2 separate regions of the Sus scrofa genome follow, and region 2 is linked to region 1. The links are chromatin contacts, called in public promoter capture Hi-C maps. All regions are on one chromosome and are shown on one strand. Each heading gives the region's core, a stretch centred on a gene start, on an enhancer-like site or on the middle of the called end of the contact. The rest is flanking DNA. Distances are from core to core; before and after follow the strand shown. Region 1 holds the start of IRS2 (insulin receptor substrate 2). Region 2 holds the start of ING1 (inhibitor of growth protein 1).

Region 1 (5,063 bases), core at 1,138-3,637:
CATACACACCCACACACAGAAACACACACAGAGATATACACACACACTTAAAGCAGCACTCCTAAAAGTATTTTTTAAAGCGTGGTTAAAAATGAAGGATCAAGTTTAAATATACCTCTCTATAGTTCTATGATGGTATTTGTCATTGATTATTCCTGCTTATATTACTCATCAATAATCATAACTTGTATACCTAACAAACAAAAATGCTATGATCTTTCTGTAAGTAGGGATCTCCTGACCCATAGAATTAACTGGTAGAATTTTTAAGTCCCATTTTTACAACCATGTTAAATATATAGATCATCCTTTCAAAAAATTACAATCTTAAATCATTTTTTTTAATGTAGGGCTTCATCCCATTTAACATAAAGACTTTTATAAAGTATAGAGGACATTTAAAGGCAAACTTCCAGGACTTATAAAAATTAACCAACACTGTTGTTTCAAACTATTTCATGAAGGCACATAATTAAAAAAAAAAAAAAAAAGTAAGGGCTTTTGTGTTTAGCCTTCTTAGTTTCTGCAGGATCTGGAGCCTGCCTGGATCCGAACCCAAGAACTCCCCCTCTCACCAGTAGCCCTCACTGTTATTTGGGAGATGCGATTGTACCGGGTGAGTCCTCATTTGTAATCGACTTTGAAAGTCACAAAAGCCACGTAGATGTAAACACTCGAAGCACTTCTTCAAGGGCGTATTCCACGCGGCGCAGACTGCGGGCTAAGCGCGCGCAGGTCTGCAGCCGCCCGCTCCTGCGCCTCCCCCACGCGGTGCCGAGGGTCGGGCGGGAGGAGGGCACCCGCGGCGGGGACCCGGCTCCCGGGGCTGTGTGCTCGCTGGAGCCCGCCCTCTTCCCGGCACTATGGAAACTGCAGTTCTCCACGCCCGCTCGTCCTCCTTCTCTTTCTCCTATTACATCCCCAACAGCCGATTTCAACTTCCCGAGAACCTGACAAGTGAATGGCGCTGATGACGCCCCGGAAAGAGCCCACGACCGGGTGCGGGGGAAGGGCGCCCCTGAGCGGGTGGGATCCCGCCAGCGGCCGCCGCCAGCGCGGCCTGGGGTAGAGGGCGCCGCATCCGCGCCCCCTCCCGCACCCCGACTCTCCTTCCAGGAAGGGGCACCGAAGCTGCTGCCGATCCAGAGCTCACCGGTGACGGACTAATGTGATGCTCGTAAACAAGCCGGGGCCGGGCACCCGGGAACCACCCAGGCGCAAACCCGCCAAGGCGCGCCCCCACCCCGAGCCTGGGCGCGGGATCTGCTGGCCGAAGTGTGTGTTGGGGGAAGGTGGTTCCGAGAGGGCAGCCAAGTTCACTGCCCCTTCTTGGCCCCCAGCAAATGGGGCGGCGGCGGGGCGATGCGGGGCCCGAGTGGGGTGCTACCTCCGCCTCCCCTGCACCAAGCCCAGGTCCGCGGTCTCGGCCCCTGATCTCCGCAGGCGCCCACCCCCTACAGTGTTCCCTCCCCCGGTCCCCTCCCCGGCGGAAGCTTCGAGCCCAATTAATTGAGTCAAAGGCGGGAGGGCAGGGCCCTCCGCGCGGCGGCCGGCCCCCGCCCCTCCCGCGCGCCCCTTTTCCCGCCCTGGGTGGCATCTCCTCCGCCGGCATCCCCAACGAGCCTCTGATTAATGAGGCTCGGGCCGGCCCCCACCCCGCCCCGGGCCCCGGCCTCCGCGGGAGGGGGAGGGGACGGCGGGAAACGCGGCCCCGGGAGAAAGGGGGGCGGGGCGGGGGCGCGCGGCCCGCCCCCCCCGCGCCCGGCGCCCATTGGCCGCACGCGCCGTCCGTCCGGGGGCGCGGCGCCAATGCGGGCGGCGGGGCGGGGCGGCCGCGCAGTGTGTGCCTGCGTAACGCCGAGTCACATGTTGTTTTGCTCTTCTTAGTTCAGTCACTCGGTGCGCGATGTGTTACTCACTGTGCGGCGGGGACCGCGACGAGCCCGGGTCGCCGTTGGCAGCAGCAGCAGCACCAACCCCGGCGGCGGCGCGGACCCCGAGTACCCGGGCACACCCCGGCACCGCGGAGCGCGGCGCAGCGGCGGGACCGGTGCGGCCGCGCGCGCCTTAAGGCTCGGCCCCACGGCTCGGGGACCCCGACTCTCGGCCCAGCCAGCGAGTCCCCAGGCGCCGCCCGAGAGCCCAGGAGGAAGCGGCCGCGGGCAGCCGGGCCAGGGGGCGGCCACCGCCCGCGTTGGTCATCCTCTGGGGCCCCGGAGCGCGGAGGGCGCTGCGCCACCGCGCGGTGCCGGCCCCCGCGGGCCTCCCCGAACCTTCTCCACCTCCTGGGCCCGAGGGACGCGGGCTCGGGCGGGCGAGCAGGGGGGGGAGGGAGCCGCTCCCGCCCGCGCCCCCTCCGCTCCCTCCAGCCCCTCCAAGCCCGGCCGGGCGGCGGGGCCTGAATCGCCGGCGATGGCGAGCCCGCCGCTGCACGGGCCCCCCGGGCCGGCGGGCGGCGACGGCCCCAACCTCAACAACAACAACAACAACAACAACCACAGCGTGCGCAAGTGCGGCTACCTGCGCAAGCAGAAGCACGGCCACAAGCGCTTCTTCGTGCTGCGCGGGCCCGGCGCGGGCGGCGACGAGGCGACGGCGACAGCGGGTGGGGGGTCGGCGCCGCAGCCGCCGCGGCTCGAGTACTACGAGAGCGAGAAGAAGTGGCGGAGCAAGGCGGGCGCCCCGAAGCGGGTCATCGCGCTCGACTGCTGCCTGAACATCAACAAGCGCGCTGACGCCAAGCACAAGTACCTGATCGCCCTCTACACCAAGGACGAGTACTTTGCCGTAGCGGCCGAGAACGAGCAGGAGCAGGAGGGCTGGTACCGCGCGCTCACCGACCTGGTCAGCGAGGGCCGCGCGAGCGCCGGCGACGCGCCCCCCGCCGCCGCCACCGCCGCGTCCTGCAGCGCCTCCCTGCCCGGCGCCCTGGGCGGCTCGGCCGGCGCCGCGGCGGCCGATGACAGCTACGGGCTGGTGGCGCCCGCCACGGCCGCCTACCGCGAGGTGTGGCAGGTGAACCTGAAGCCCAAGGGCCTGGGCCAGAGCAAGAACCTGACGGGCGTGTACCGCCTGTGCCTGTCGGCGCGCACCATCGGCTTCGTGAAGCTCAACTGCGAGCAGCCGTCGGTGACCCTGCAGCTCATGAACATCCGCCGCTGCGGCCACTCGGACAGCTTCTTCTTCATCGAGGTGGGCCGCTCGGCCGTCACGGGCCCGGGAGAGCTGTGGATGCAGGCGGACGACTCGGTGGTGGCCCAGAACATCCACGAGACCATCCTGGAGGCCATGAAGGCGCTCAAGGAGCTCTTCGAGTTCCGGCCGCGCAGCAAGAGCCAGTCGTCCGGCTCGTCAGCCACGCACCCCATCAGCGTCCCCGGCGCGCGCCGCCACCACCACCTGGTCAACCTGCCCCCCAGCCAGACTGGCCTGGTGCGCCGCTCGCGCACGGACAGCCTGGCCGCCACCCCGCCGGCGGCCAAGTGCAGCTCGTGCCGGGTTCGCACGGCCAGCGAGGGCGACGGCGGCGCGGCTGCGGGGGCCGGGGCGGCAGGCGGGAGGCCGGTGTCGGTGTCGGGGAGCCCCCTGAGCCCAGGGCCTGTGCGCGCGCCCCTGAGCCGCTCGCACACCCTGAGCGGCGGCTGCGGCGGCCGCGCCAGCAAAGTGACGCTGGCGCCGGCAGGGGGCGCTCTGCAACACAGCCGCTCCATGTCCATGCCCGTGGCGCACTCGCCCCCGGCCGCCACCAGCCCGGGCAGCCTGTCGTCCAGCAGCGGGCATGGCTCGGGCTCCTACCCGCCACCTCCCGGCCCACACCCGCACCTGCAGCATCCCCTGCACCCTCAGCGACCCTCCAGCGGCAGCGCCTCGGCTTCGGGCTCCCCCAGCGACCCTGGCTTTATGTCCCTGGATGAGTATGGCTCTAGCCCTGGGGACCTGAGAGCCTTCTGCAGCCACAGGAGCAACACGCCCGAATCCATCGCCGAGACTCCCCCGGCCAGGGACGTCAGCGGGGGCGAGCTGTACGGGTACATGACCATGGACCGGCCTCTGAGCCACTGTGGGCGCCCCTACCGCAGGGTATCCGGGGACGGGGCCCAGGACTTGGATAGAGGGCTGAGAAAGAGGACTTACTCCCTGACCACACCTGCCCGGCAGCGGCCGGTGCCCCAGCCCTCCTCCGCATCCCTGGATGAATACACCTTGATGCGGGCCACCTTCTCTGGCAGCTCGGGCCGTCTCTGCCCGTCCTGCCCCGTGTCCTCTCCCAAAGTGGCCTACCACCCCTACCCCGAAGACTACGGCGACATCGAGATTGGGTCGCACCGGAGCTCCAGCAGTAACCTGGGCACGGATGACGGCTACATGCCCATGACCCCTGGCGTGGCCCTCATGGGTGGTGGCAGTGGGAGCTGCAAGAGTGACGACTACATGCCCATGAGCCCCACCAGCGTGTCGGCCCCGAAGCAGATCCTGCAGCCACGGGCCACTGCAGCGGCCGTGCCCCCCACAGGGGCGGCGGTGCCCACGCCCACTTCTGCAGCCAGCAGGGCCTTTCCGGGGAGTGGGGGCAGCAGCTACAAGGCCAGCTCCCCGGCCGAGAGCTCCCCGGAGGACAGCGGGTATATGCGCATGTGGTGCGGCTCCAAGCTGTCCATGGAGAACGCTGATGGCAAGCTGCTTTCCAACGGGGACTATCTCAACATGTCCCCCAGCGACGTGGGTGCCCCGGGCACCCCGCCTGACTTCTTCGCGGCTGCCCTGCACGGCGGCGGGGAGATGCTCCGGGGCGTCCCCGGCTACTGCTACAGCTCCCTGCCCCGCTCCTACAAGGCCCCCTACACCTGCAACGGGGACAACGACCAGTACGTGCTCATGAGCTCCCCCGTGGGGCGCATCCTGGAGGAGGAGAGGCTGGAGCCTCCGGCCGGCCCGGGGTCCACAGGGTCCACGCAGCTGGACGGCGCCTTCGGGGCCGCGGCAGGTGGCGGCGGCCACACCCAGCCACCCCATCCCTCCGTGCCTTCGCCGGGGAGGCCCAGTGGCGTGGGCAGCGGGCGCCC
Region 2 (5,383 bases), core at 2,487-4,986, 620 kb before region 1:
CCTCGGTGGGTTAAGGATCTTGTGTGGCCCTGAGCTGTGGCGTAGGCCGGCAGCTGCAGCGCCGATTCGACCCCTAGCCTGGGAACCTTCATAAGCCGCGGGTGCGGCCCTTAAAAAAAAAAAAGGCTTAATTTTTTGGAAATATGGTGTGTATCTCAACATTTATTGTAAATGGCAACCAAATTATCAACTATTATTACGATAATATTACTACCATTATTATCACGACGGAAGGCTCTGCAGCTCACTCGGGGCACTGGCTTCAAAGTGCACCTGGGTGGGAGGGGGACTGATTTTCTCCGAATGAACCAAAACGCACCAACTATGCATTAACTCGACTGAAGAGACTGGTTCTGCAGCAGTAAACCGGCTTCCTGCGGTAGGGACAGCAGTAAGAAAGCAGCCTTAGGGGCATACTGACGGGGACGCCAGAAAATGTTAAGGATAAACTTTTTCGTCATCTTGAAATTCCCTAACAGTGCTAGCGAACAGCGCTGGAGAGAATTCCACAAAGCCCCAGAAAACCCGAAATTCCCCGCGTTCGTCTCTCCACCCCGCAAGCCTTCTCCCAGCTCAGCGCACAGGGGGCCACTCAGTTCTCGTCCCGGGACACCGACCACCGAGAAGCAGCCCCAGACCCGGGTCACTCACGCGTCCGCTGCTCCGCGAGGCCGAACCCGCGGGTCCCTGGGACCCGACCCGGAGCCCCGCCTGCGCCCTCGGCAATCCCAGCGACACGGATCGCCAGCTTTGCCCTGTACCCCGGGCGCCGCCATTACTCCGCGGCGGAAGGGGCCAAGCTCGCGTCGGTGGGGGGCGGGGGCGAGGCTGGCTCAGCCCCGCCAATGGGTAGGCGGCCAGTGGGAGGCGCGCCCCGCCCCGGCAGCCACTGCCAGTAGGAATCGTTGGACCGGAGGGCGGTGGCCAGGTGGGGCACCAATCACAACCCAGGGTCAGAGAACTCGGCCCGCCCCAGCAGCACCAATAACCAATGCAGGGCCGGAGGCCGGGCGACCTGAAGACGTTCAAATCAACTCGACCTCCTCCCTCCTCCCCGCCCCTCTACGAAAGAGAAAAAAAGAGGCAGCGGAAACAGAGATCTATGCCAGTAACTGCGCAAGGCCCGCCCTCATCCGGCTCAGCAACCAATGGTTCAGCAGCGGACTGATAAGGACATTCCATGGGAGAGGCCACGGCCAATCACAGAAGGCCAAGGGGGAACGTTCACAATATGCTAATAAGCCTCCTATAAAAGTCGCTGCGAAGCAAAGCCTCGGGTAGAGCGCGCAGGGGCGCCTTCCTCGCGTGAGTCTTGTCTGTTGTGGGGCATGTAGTGGCTTTCCACCTCCCCCCACTCTTCCGTTTCCCTGCTGCGCAGTCCTGTAAACATTAGTAAACTCGGAGTGATTATCCACGTTCCAAACACAGCCCCAATGCGATGCCTGACCTGGGAGGAAAGTTTCCCCAACAGCCAGCAATTCCCAGCGGACCCGAACCCTCCGTCTCTCTCCGGCATTCTGGGCGGCCGAGGCAGCAGAGAACGACCCACAGGTCCTCTTCCCCTGCCATGTTCCTCTCCAAGTCGACAATATTTGCCTGCGCCCCCCGAGCACAGCACAGATGGGCGACTTCCTCGCCCCATCCTCCCTTCCCTCCCCTCCCCTTGACCACTGCACGCACAGAATAAAGCCCTGGCCCTCCGCAAACTACACCCGGCCGCGTCGCCCCCCGTACGTCGGCCCTCGCTCCGTGTCCAGCACCGCGGGAGGGCCGGGGGCTGGGTGGGGGCGACTGGGGCTGCACCACGCGGAGTACCGACCCCGGACTTTATGTAACACTCAGATTCGGGACTGAGTGAAGGTGGTTCCGGGGATGGCGAGCAGGGCCGGCGGACCCCTCGCCCGCATTGCCCTCCCAGCAGCCCTGCGCGCAGCACCGTCTCTGAGCCCCTAGCTAGCGACCGCTGCACATCCCTCCCTCGGCGCCTCAGCCGGCGCCCCCTGCGCCCCCTCCCCCGCAGCACCCCGCCTCGTCACTTCACTACAAAGAGCGCTTTGCTCGCGCAGCCTGGCATTGAGACCTCTCGTTCCTTCTTCCTCCTCCGTGTCCGGGCTTCGCGCACAAGGACCTTCGCAAATCAAAGACGCTCCAGACCTTTTGTTTCTGTCCGGCCAGGGCCCCGCCGCGGGATCGAGGCTCCCCAAGCGGGGATCAGGACGGCCCGCGGCCCCGCGGCGCGCCGCGACCGACGGGGATGGAGCAGCCGCCCCCGCCCATCCATCCCGCCGTACCTTGGTATTTCGCGTCGATCTCCCGCATCAGCGAGACGTTTCTCTGCAGATCGAAAGGCAGAGACTCGATGGAGTCCAGGTAGTCCTCCACATAGTTCACCAGGTGGATCTGCTCCCCGTTGGCAGGGCTCAACATGGTTCACCGAGGTCCCCGGCGACTCGGCGCGGCTTTCCGCTTCCTCCGGCCCCCGCCCCCTCGGAGCCCAGCGCTGCAAAATGCAAGGCTCCCGCCCGCCGGCGCCTCCCCTCCGGCCGGCCCCGCGCCGCTACATCTGCGAGCTGCACCGCCTGGGCCCGGGGACCGGCGCCTGGCGGGCCGGGCCGGAGCTCGGCGGCCTCGGGCGCGGGGCGGGCGCGGGCGGGCGTGCGGGCGCGCACCCCGGCGCAGGGGCCGGGGCCGGGGCCGAGCGAGCGCGGGAAGGGGCGCGCGCCGCCCGCCGCGCCGCACTTGTCCAACGTGGAAAACCCAAATACCAGTTTCAAACACTTGGGAAACATTCGGCCCCCTGCATCGCGCATGCGTCCTGGCCCCACCGCCCCCTCCCCCGTGGGCCCCGCCCCCGCCGCATTCACGCCCCTCACCGGCCCCGCCGCACGGGGGTGTGGCTTTGTCTGTCACTTTTGCCGGGGCAGGGGCCGCGGGGGCAAGGGGCAGCGGGCGAGCTGAAAACTTTAGTGGGAGTTTCGCACTTGCAGGCAAAGTGCGTTGGGCGGGGCTGCATGGCCGCTGGGTGTTGCGGGAGAGGCAGGTGGCATAGCCCAGAGCTCTCTGGAACCGACCCGGCCTCGGGACCATCACAATCCCGGGTCACCATCTCCTTCCCTTTGCTCAGTCCCACACTCCTGATCCCGCCTCGCAGCCGGGAAATAAGTACGGCCCGGAACAGACTGGCAACCTCGAGGGCCAATCCAGGTTCCGCCCTCACCCCGGCGGCCCAATCAGGAGAAAGAATAGGCGGGGCGATCACGGACACCTCCCCCTCGGCTCTTACTACTAGAAACCCGCGTCCCTCCGGGGGCGGAGGGACCAGGCTGGCCCGGCAAGACGGAAGTGGTTGCGCATGCGTACTTGTGTGGCCAAGAGGCCCATTTGCCCGCGCCGGAGACCTACCATTCGGCAGTCGGACCACCACTCCCGGCAGCCTCGGCGGCTCCCGCGCCTGCGCGGTCCTCACCGCCCGCCCTTTGTGTTGCCGGCCGGAGCCCAGCGCCGAGCGGCTTGGAGACAAAGGGACCCGAGAGGGGAGCGGTTCGCCAGGCCGGGTCCCCGTAGAGGGCAGGTGACCCCGACCCCTTCCCGCATGTGCCATGGAATCCTCTCTTAAAGTCCGCGCCCCCACTTCGAAAGACCACCCAAGCCGTGGTGGGGCAAGCGTCCGGGCGCCCGGGTCCCGGGGGCCTCTCCCTGTGCAGCCTTGGGCCCCCCTCCCCCTCCTCCCCGCCCTAAACGCCTGGATTTGGGCTTCCGAGGAGCCCCGTTGCCTAGACGACGGGGCCGCGCGAGGCCCGCCTCTTCCGGCCGAGGCCCCGCCTGTGGGCGTGGCCCCCTCCCCCGCTTTGTCCGCGGCGTGCGGGTCTGCGCCGCGCTTGGTGCTTTTCGGAGGACTCGTTTGGCCTCCTTTGTCCTGCCCTGTCCTTTGGCGGGTGTCGTGTCGCCAACTCTAACCCTGTCAGGTAGTTCGGCCTCGGCCCCTGACGTCCCTACCGCCTCTGTGCCTGGGCGGCGCTGCGTCTCTCGGACGGGTGGGTGGGCGGGTTCGCCTGGCTCCGGGTGCCCTGCTGCCCGTGGCCGCTCCCCCTGGGACTGAATCGATGCTCTGCGGTTCATCACGTTCTGGTGGAGTTCCCGAGTGTCCGGAGAACAGTGTCGTGACAACCAAGACCGCGGGAGAGTTTCTTAATTACTCAGTGTCATTCAGACCGAGCCAGTGTTTGTAAAATAGGTTTTGATCCGCAGTGCCCCTAGCAGCGATCTGCAGAGCAGTCCGCGATGTGGCTGTCAGTGCAGACTAAGTTGGGCTGGTCGTCTTTGGAAATGGGTTGGAACGCTGCTGCGGTGATAAACGACGAGTAGGAGTAAAACTTTGAGGTAAATGGGTTTGATCTTCATTCTACCCCTTCATCGCACCCTCACATCAGGAAACGTTCACTTCGATATTTGGGAAAGTGGTTATTTTACTTAGAGAGTCACACTTTTCCAGCTTGGGCCCAGTGTAAAGCAAATGATAGGTAAAGTTTCATTTATTGGCCACTAGCCTGCTTAAAAGGCTTTAATACTGTGACACTATGTGGCAACGAAGAGACTATATGGAATAGAGTAAACGTTGCATAGGAGAAACGCATATACGTAATTTTAAAGTACAGTAACAAGAAAGAGGTTCTTTTAATCCTTGCATTCACTGGCTCTAAAATGAGTAGTGTTTATCTGAATTTAAGAATAAAGGTGGGCGTTCCCGTCGTGGCGCAGTGGTTAACGAATCTGACTAGGAACCATGAGGTTGTGGGTTCGATCCCTGGCCTTGCTCAGTGGGTTAAGGATCCGCGTTGCTGTGAGCTGTGGTGTAGGTAGCAGACGTGGCTCAGATCCCACGTTGCTGTGGCTCTGGCGTAGGCCGGTGGCTACAGCTCCGATTCGACCCCTAGCCTGGGAACCTCCATATGCCGAGGGAGCGGCCCAAGACATGGCAAAAAGCCAAAAAACTAAAAATAAATTAAAAAAAAAAAATAAAGGTGGAGTTCTTGTCATGGTGCAGTGGAAACTAGTCCGATTAGGAACCATGAGGGTCCAGGTTTCATCCCTAGCCTCTCTCAGTGGGTTAAGGATTCGGTGTGACCCTGAGCTGTAGTGTAGGTTGCAGATGCAGCTCGGATCTGGTGTTGCTGTGACTCTGGTGTAGGCCAGCAGCTGTTAAAAAAAAAAAAAAAAGAAAGAAAAAAGGTGAGAAATAATTTACCCTTCCCAATGACCATCAAGCTGGAGTGTTTGTTGTTTTGTTTTGTTTTTTTGCTTTTTAGAGCTGCATCTGTGGCATATGAAGGTTCCCAGGCTAGAGGTTGAATCAGAGCTGTAGCTGCTGGCCTACACCACAGCC

What was found. Promoter capture Hi-C pulls out the DNA fragments that hold promoters and counts their contacts.
Region 2: a promoter capture Hi-C map of fetal liver shows a contact between it and region 1, with 5 times the contacts expected there. The contact joins the promoter of ING1 here to the promoter of IRS2 in region 1. A contact is called at or near these places in 2 of 5 promoter capture datasets (fetal liver and liver) and 2 of 47 Hi-C or Micro-C datasets (heart right ventricle and liver).

The regions. Positions count from the first base shown.
Region 1 is chr11:76,651,963-76,657,025 of Sscrofa11.1, reverse strand. IRS2 (insulin receptor substrate 2) reads left to right here and starts at 2,387. Exons shown (of 3, transcript XM_021065907.1): 1 at 2,387-5,063. The coding sequence starts at 2,413. It overlaps LOC110255859 (a long non-coding RNA gene), which reads right to left and starts at 1,615. Exons shown (of 2, transcript XR_002336770.1): 1 at 1-1,615.
Region 2 is chr11:77,268,625-77,274,007 of Sscrofa11.1, reverse strand. It overlaps ING1 (inhibitor of growth protein 1), which reads right to left and starts at 3,736. Exons shown (of 2, transcript XM_021065917.1): 1 at 3,403-3,736. The coding sequence starts at 3,601. It overlaps CARS2 (probable cysteine--tRNA ligase, mitochondrial), which reads left to right and starts at 4,072. Exons shown (of 15, transcript XM_021065916.1): 1 at 4,072-4,380.